Regions from separate parts of the Mus musculus genome. Here region 1 is linked to region 2. A link is a contact called in public Hi-C data. All regions are on one chromosome and are shown on one strand. Each heading gives the region's core, a stretch centred on a gene start, on an enhancer-like site or on the middle of the called end of the contact. The rest is flanking DNA. Distances are from core to core; before and after follow the strand shown. Region 1 overlaps Ddx59 (DEAD box helicase 59). Region 2 holds the start of Mroh3 (maestro heat-like repeat family member 3).

Region 1 (4,240 bases), core at 1,415-3,914, 220 kb after region 2:
AGAAGTCAGGGTGGCCGCACTCTACCTCTTCAGGGCACTTTAACTTTTGTGCGGCAGGTAGGGAGGGGTTCTAGGGCCTGTCAGCCATCCTGGACCATTATGATGCAAAGGAAGTATCTGGTTGTGTGTGGAGTGTCTGAAGCTCCTGCCCCAGTGCCTCAGTATTAAGGGGTGTGGTTTCTTTGTAGCTCAGAGGGAAACAGCCTTATCAGTTGTTGGTGCTGCAGAAGTTAGCACAGGAATGCTGTCAATGTACCGATTAACCAACTCCAGGCGTTTTACATAGAATTGCAGAAATATTTTCATTGTGATTCAAACCTACGTAATACTGAAATTTTGAGAAGAAAGGCATACACTTGAAATAAAGGCAAAAACATTATACTGTCTACCGAGACACAGAAATACTCAAATAGGGACTGGTAAGGTGGCTCAGCAGGTGAAGGTACTTCCTGCCAAGCCCCAAGCCAGATGACCTGAGTTCAGTCTCCAGAACCTGCATGGTAGAAGGAGAGAACAAACTCCAACAAGTTGTTCTGTAACCTACAGACAACACACACACACCACAAATAAATAAATAAACAACATTTTTACTAAAAAAAAAAAAAAAAGTACTTAGATAAACAGTATAGTCCAATGATTGGCAAATATTTTCTCTAAAACAGCAGTAGTGGTGAAGAGCACTGACTACTCTCCCAGGGGACCCAGGTTCAATTCCCAGCACCTACATTGCTGCTCACAACAGTCTGTAATCCCAGTTTCAAGGGAGCTGATGACCTTTCTGGCTTTGGGGCCAGTATGATCTTTTGAAACTAACCTGTACAACTGTAGCAGTATGAAAATCACCAGAGTGGGATGGTGGCATATACCTCTACCTATGCCTTACTGAAGTGCCAAAGGCAGGAGGATCATAAAGTCAAGACCAATCTAGACTTCACAGATAGCAACACTGGGCCTCAAGAAAACCAAGAGGATAAAACAGAAACAAAAACCCAGATGTGGGGCTGAGGAGAGATCTCAGTCAGTGAAGATGCCCTAGTCAGCGCGATACCCGAGATCCTACCATACTAAGTGTGGTAGTGCACACTCAGTGTAGTCCTAGAGCTGGGGAGTGGAGACAGGCAGAAGGGCCAGCCAGTCTACCCTGCTTGGCAAGCTTCAGGCCACTGGGAGATACCACAACGAAAACCAGGGAGAATGGCACCCGAGGTGGACCGGTGGCCATCACACAGGCATACATGTCTGTATGTATACAGGTCCATCTCCAGGAACACCACACACACGCAGACACGAGTACACACGCCTATAAACCCAGCCCTCACCTAGAGAAGCAGAGGCAGAAGGACCTCAGGTTCAGGAGCAGCATGAGTTAGAAAGCGACTCTGATTCAAAACATCAAGGACTGGGGGAAGGAGATGTGAGTGACTCTATAGATTAAGAGGATCTGCTGCTCTCGTAGAGGACCCAGGTTTGATTCCCAGTACCCACAAAGGAGCTCTTAGCTGTCTATGACTGAGTCTCAGGGGATCTGACACCTTCTAGTTCCTGTGCGTACCAGGCACAAGTAGGTACTCATTCATGCATGCCGACAAGCACAGTACACATAGGCTAAAAATAAATCTTTTTTAAAAAAGGATTGTGAGTATAATGGATTGTAAAGTACTTGCCTAGCATTTGCAAGATGTTGGGTTCTATCTATTACACCATTTAAAAAATATATTAGAAGAGGAGAACGGTGGCTGGATGTGACTGGTTTCCACACAACAGGTAAAGGTTGGAAAGTGTCTGATAGCCATAGCTTGTCAACTAGAAGGGAAAACTACTGTAACATAAACTACTGTATTATGCATATGATATGCTAATTGTCCAGGACAGTTAAGATCAGGTATAGAATTAAGAGAGTGAGTGTTTTTCACACTATTAAAAAATAGTAATGGGATTTGAACTGCTCCTTAGAAGATGAGAAAAAAATTTAAAAGCCGGAGGACAGGTGAAATATTCCAGTGAGATGAACAGTCAGAAAGCCCAAGTGACTTGTCGAGGAGGAGGAAGGAGCTGGAGGAATTCTTCCTGAGCAGCAGCAGGAAGTGGAGTTGGGTAGCCAGGGTGGGGTCAAATTATAGAGGCCCTGACGGGAGGCAGGAGCTTGTGGATCTGATGTGGGAGACAGTGAGGCCTTCTAAATTACTCGTTGGGCATAGCATGGTAAAAGTGGTGTTTTAGGGAGGCGATCTCCCTGCTCTCGGTACATGAGATTTAAAGAGGAAGGACCCAGAGACCAGGCATCCAGCGAACCAGCCAAGGAGTGAGGGGGTCAAGGGCAGGGTGGAGGCCCCGGGACTGAAGGGTTAAATCTGAGAGTCCCTGTAAAGTAATCATTTATGAGGCTTCTGATGACATATGGCATATGGGGAAAGAAGGCAGCTGGAGAGGTGACTCCAGAAATTATAGCTGTGCCTTTAATTTTAGAAAGGGTAACCGAGTAAATGTGGGTCCTGGTAATATTGTCTGAGCTTGGCCTTGCTGTGAACAGCAGACGACGGGGAATGCTTTTCTCCTGCACAGGGAGTGCACTGGAGTCTGTGATGTCTACTGGAGTCTGTGACATCTGGTCCTCCAAGAGAAGGCTGGAGGGAAGTGAGCCGAGAAGACAGAGCTGAGAGCCTGGCGTGTGAAGCTGCTGCTGAGTCAGTCAGCAGAGGGACAGGAACTGAGAGTGAGACTGTAAGGAGGGGTGATGACTGCTGCGAGAGGAGGGCCAGGACTCATAATCCCTTGCAGTTTGAAACCTCTGCTCCTGTCACCATCTGTGTCTCTTGTCAGGCCTTCCCTTTGCCCTAGAATAGTCCCACAACCCCATCCTGCTCTTTCCTCTCTGCTTCAGATGAGGGACTTTGAAACTGTCCCCATCCCTCTGCATGGGGACACAGCCTTCCTTCTTTCTGTTCTGTTGGACAGGCTGCAGACTGTGCATGCTCTCTGTACTGTGAAGCTGGCTATATCACAGTAAACCGAGCACAGGTCTGCCCAGCTTGGCCTAGTGTAACAGTAGGCTGGTGCTGGAGGGTGAGTTCAAAGCCAGTCTGAGGGCACTGGAAAGATGGCTCAGTAGTTAAGAGCACTTGTTGGCTCACAACCATTCTCATTTCCAGTACTAAGGGATCCAACACCTTTTCTTACGTCCACAGATACCAGGCAAGTACATGGAGCACAGACTTTCATGCAGGCAGAATACTCATACACATAAAATAAACAAATTCAAACCAGCCTGGGCTGCCTGGGAAGCTGTCTCTCCAAATAAATGGAAACAACAAACCAGTGAACAGAACCATAGAACTACTGCCCAGTGTGCCCGGCGAGTGTTATCTCGTCTGCCTTTCTCACTGGGATAGTCTGATTCAGCAGCCCAGGGATCTTGAAAACCTCACTCCAGGTGATTCCTAGATTTGAGAGGTTTGGGACACTGATACACTGTTTGTTACATAATTGGGTCTTATTTAGTGCTTAGAGTTAAAGTTGCCGAGTGTTTATAAAGGGCTTTTGGCATGCTAGTTGTCGTTGGTGTAGTGGATAGAGTGGAAAGGGATGCTTATGAGCTCTGCCCATGGAGCTGTGGCAAGTGTACCTATCCATGCAGTATGGCAGGGACAACCCGTGGGCTTCCTTAGATTGGTAACCACAGGCTGTCTGTGACGTTTATGCTGAGATGTGGATGAAAATACTTCTGGCAGACAGATTGTAACAGAGGACACCAACCCACATTAGTGGTAAAGTCTCGGCATGAAATTTGAAGAATTAAAACCATAAGTATCCCCAACATTAATTTTTTTTAAATTTAAAGTAAGTTAGTTATATAGGACATCCATGGCTAGAAGGAAATAAAACTCTGAAAATCCAAAAGTGATCCCTAACAGCCATGGTGGATCATGCCTGTAAACCTAGCACTTGAAAGCTAAGGCAAGAAGATCAAGAATTCAAGGCCAGCCCAGCCTGCATATCAAAATCTTGTCTCCAAGATCTAAGGCCAACAGATGTAGTTCAATAGTGGGACACTAGCATGTACAGATTCTGGGTTAGATTCTCAGCATTGAAAGCAAAATTGAACCCCCAGGCCCAATACACACAACTCCCTGGTCTTCTCCACGGCAGCAGTGTAACGTTTCAGGGCTTTACTCTGTAGCTCTGTACTCTGACCTTGAACTCAGTCCGCCTGCCTTGGCTTCCTGAGTGCTAGAATCACAGT
Region 2 (4,020 bases), core at 1,263-3,762:
ACTCTGAGCCAGCCAGTGCCATAGTGCTACATAGCAAGACTCTGCCTCAAGAAAAAAGAAATTAAATTTTTGGTCTGAGAGACTAGAAGTCTTGGGTTGTCGTTTGTTGACCTGAGGGTATCTGAAGAGGGTAACAAAGCCAGGGTTCATTTGGGCCATGGGCCATGTTGATTCTGAGATGTCTACCTGGCATTAGAGTGCAGATATAAATAGGCTTTGGGTTGGGACGTGGTGGCACATTCTTGTAATCCTAACCAGGAGGTTGAGGCAGGAGAATCACAAGCTTGAGTAATTTAGCCAGACTCTGTCTAGAAGAGGAGGAGGAAGAGGAAGAGGGAAGAGGAGGAAGAGAAGGAGGAAGAGGAAGAGGAAATGAAAGAGGAGGAGGAGGGAGAGGGAAGGAGGCAAAGGCCAACAGAATAACACAGCAGGTTATCCAGCTGGCCAAGAAGTCTGACAGTCTAAGCTTAATGTTCTAGACCCATGTGGTGGAGAGACCCATCTCCTGGAAGTTGTTCTTTGACCTCCACACATATGCCATGGCATGCATGCACATTGTACATGTGTATGCACACACATGGTAAAGAAATAAAGTGAAATTAAATTTTAAAGGATTAGGGCTATAAGAACTTGGAATTTGGACACCTCTAGTCTAAAAATCAAGTGTTGGTTAAGAGGTTATTGGCCTGTAGGTAGTATGGAAAGATCTTTCCATACTACCTACAGGCTTTAAACATCTAGGGCTCCACTGAACGTCTAGTTGCCTCTAGGTGAGCTTTCAATATCTCAGACCATATCAACGCCCAGCTAAGCTCCAGGCCTCTGAGGGAGATGAGCCTGCAGAAGGAGCAGGCCTTAGAGAGTAGTTATGAAAGGGATAGCCCTTAGAGTGACATCTCTAGCAAGGGCCAGGGAGCCATTATCACTTCCAAACTGCCTCAGTAAGATTAGTGATACCCAGGCCTACAGAAAACTGCTTACCTGATAAACTTGGCTCTAACAAGACATCGTACATCGATGACCGAAATGTTACTCTGTTCAGATTTCTCTCCTCGGAGTGTAGATTCATTTGCCCACCCAGGACAGGATCCAACAGCTTGTAATGAGACCAGCAGTCAGGCCTGATGAGAGTCTGGTCTTCTTAGTGATGCAGGTTTAGTATAGGGGAAGGCTGCAGGAGGCAGCCTGACCATTTACAAGGACAGGGTTGGAGATAGCAGAACACTTGTTCAGCATGTCCTGAGGCTCTGCATTTATCCATGGCATGAGGGCAGAATAAGAAGAGAAAAGAAAAGAAAAGAAAAGAAAAGAAAAGAAAAGAAAAGAAGAAAAGAAAAGAAAAGAAGAGGGGAGGGGAGGGGAGGGGAGGGGAGGGGAGGGGAGGGGGGAAAGGGGAGGGGGAAGAAAAGAAGAGAAGAGAAGAGAAGAGAAGAGAAGAGAAAAAACAAACAAACAAACAAAACAGAACCACAAGAACTGACTGGACAGTGCCCATGCTAGGTCCTGTTTGCTAGTTTCCCATTTTATCTCCTGTTTCTGGGGAAAGTGCACAACCCCCCTTGAAGAACCCTGACTCCTTATGGGTCATGCAGGCACCAGCCAAGGATCTCCTGTGGCAATCTCAGACTCAAGCTGGCTCCCAGGGAAGTTTCTATCTGTGGTTCTGATGTCTTAAGGTCAGGTTCTGAAGCTGTTCTTAGCAGAGGGTTCTTTCCCATTCTCTAGGATGTCCCTTCTGCCATCCAGGAGGGGAGGCTAAGGACTCTAACGTGCCTGCAACTCCCAGACATGGATGCTCAGGTGTAGAGCTAGCCTATGGACTGAAACTGAAAGGAGTTATGCCCAACCAGTTCCTCACACTGGCACATTTCAAGGCTGGCTGCTTACAAGAACTTAGCTATCCCCCATTTTTTCTTAACAGCCTCCCATATCTATATATCTATAGCTATATAGATATATAGATACTTCAACCTCTTTGCCACCTAGAAAGATTATTACAACAGAACCCTCTGATCAAGCTTTACCTGGAATTGGGGGTGGGAACTGGAGAGATGGCTCAACGGTTAAAAGTGCTCACGGTAACTCCAGTTCCAGGGAAGCTGATGCCCTCATCTAGCCAAAGTGGGCACTGCACACACATGGTACGCCCATATACATTTAAAAAAAAAAACCCTAAAATGTATTTTTCTGGGCCTAACAGATGACAGATGGCTAAAACACAAAACCAAATACCTGCCTGACAAGTGTGAAACCCTGGGTTCCATCCCCAACACAGGAAAAATAAAGTTCAAACTTACCACAAAATAAGTTACATCCAAAATCAAGTCCTTACTGGCCACAGTTAATAGCTACATTGATGTTCAGGTCTGAGATAAGGATGCCCACAGCTTCTCTAGAGGCCCTGGAACTCTCTTCCCTTCCCACCCAACCCCTAGCATGGAACAACCCCCAGCCTAATAAAGCCAGGTCCTTGAAAGCCAGATTCCTACAGTCTCTAGGGCTGGCCACCAAGTGCAGCACTGGCGTCACCCCTGCATAGCCATCTGCCTGGCCCTTTGTGACCTACCTCTTCCTTGACTGTGGAGAGGGACAGGCAAAACAGAGACCCCTTTCTCTGCCTGACACAGAGCTGCTACCTCAGACTCAGGCCACAAGCTCTCCAGAAACTGTAGCCATAGCAGGCGCTCTGCTCTCAAGTCCTGAGCACCCCCTACAGGGCAGCAGAAAAAGTTGCAGCCTCCCTCCAACACCCCTCTCCTCCTACTACCCCTCCCTCTCCACCTTTTGCAAAAACACAGAAGGGGTCTTATGGAGAGCCCCTCCTTACCCAAGGAACGCCTGTTTTTCCAGCCACAAGAACAATTTCAAATAAGCCTCAAACCACTGAGCCTGGGCCATCTGAAGCCAGAGAAAAAGGGATCACAAAGCGCTGAAGTGCCTTCCAAGGTTACTCCATGGAGCTGCCATGAGGGTGCTGAAAATGGAATCTGGGCTTTCCAGATTTTAACAGTTGAGCTAAAAGTTCAGGCTCTGGAGACCTTGAGGAGCTTTGCTGGATTCCCTGTGCTCAGAGAAGCAGCTTGAGTTTCTGTCTGTCACTCTGCTTGCTCCCTAGAGTCATGACCAAACCAGGCAGCCATCTCAAGGAGCCCACTCTGTGCTTGGTCAAAACAAACAAACAAACAAAAAAAACAACTCAGCACACACACAGAATCCTTCATCCTCAGCTGGGCCAATCAGATTTTATTGAAGTATTTGGCACAAGGTTGCCCTGTAACGGAGGGCACCGCCACGGTGCAACCACACGAGATAGCTGTTAGGTAAGACCAATAAGTTAATTAATGTGAAGGATGCTCAGGTGTGGGGAGGCACTAGCACTCAGAAGTCTCTCAGCTCTGTGGCTCAGGATCTAAGGCACTTAGGGATCCAGAGAATACACTGGGTTGGGGGGGGGGCATCTATGCACTGGGGAAGGGGCTCAGAAGCCATACAATATGGCAAGTGGAGGTTGGGACTACTGTAGGGTATGGGAAGAACACCATGACAGAAATGCCTGTGCCCTGAAGGGGAGAGGAGAGTTCTGCCCAGCATCTGGGAAACAAGGGAAGAGTCCCTGTTGAGGGAGTCCCACATCCGGCCTCCAGCCTTAAGAAGCAACAGGTATCTCAGAAAGAGGGCCCAGAGCATATGGGACGTCTCAAGGGGCCCTCTATGCCACTTGTCCTACATAAGGAGACAAATGCTGTCGATTAGTCCAGCTCGACATTAGTCCAAAAGGCCAGACTCTGGGGGATAAAGCATAATCATGTTATTAAAGAATAAGACAAATCACAGATATAAATCCTCAGGTCAGGACTTCTGGGAAACACATGTAAAAAAACCGAAAGGTCTCAGCTCTGCATCATCGGCCTGCGATGAGGGGAGGGGAGATGAAAGAAGCACTTAAGGGTGAGGGGGTCCTCGACCCCAGCTCCAATAGAAAAGTCTTTTCCCGCACGAGGCAAGGCGTTCAGAAGAGTT

What was found. Hi-C and Micro-C count contacts between places; a contact is called where the count stands out from the background.
Region 1: a Hi-C map of bone marrow-derived macrophages shows a contact between it and region 2, with 2.6 times the contacts expected there. The contact joins the enhancer-like site here to the promoter of Mroh3 in region 2. A contact is called at or near these places in 3 of 39 promoter capture datasets (the 3T3-L1 cell line and stem cell-derived epiblast-like cells), 3 of 484 Hi-C or Micro-C datasets (the G1E-ER4 cell line, bone marrow-derived macrophages and liver), 3 of 115 datasets of contacts at active chromatin or transcription factors (embryonic stem cells and extraembryonic endoderm stem cells) and 3 of 9 other capture datasets (adipose tissue, liver and pancreatic islet).

Annotation. Positions count from the first base shown.
Region 1 is chr1:136,427,652-136,431,891 of GRCm38.p6, forward strand. All of the region lies in intron 4 of Ddx59 (DEAD box helicase 59), which reads left to right. Among named protein-coding and RNA genes, the nearest start is that of 9230116N13Rik, 14 kb to the left of the region's middle. Within about 2 kb of position 2,665, at least 35 of the 459 cell types and tissues checked have an H3K27ac peak or open chromatin away from gene starts, as enhancers often do. A contact at or near this core is called in the G1E-ER4 cell line, bone marrow-derived macrophages and pancreatic islet, where this site is marked.
Region 2 is chr1:136,210,308-136,214,327 of GRCm38.p6, forward strand. Mroh3 (maestro heat-like repeat family member 3) reads right to left here and starts at 2,513. Exons shown (of 23, transcript NM_001329610.2): 1 at 2,298-2,513; 2 at 982-1,096. The coding sequence starts at 1,069. Inava (innate immunity activator) reads right to left here. Exons shown (of 10, transcript NM_028872.3): 10 at 3,215-4,020. The coding sequence ends at 4,019.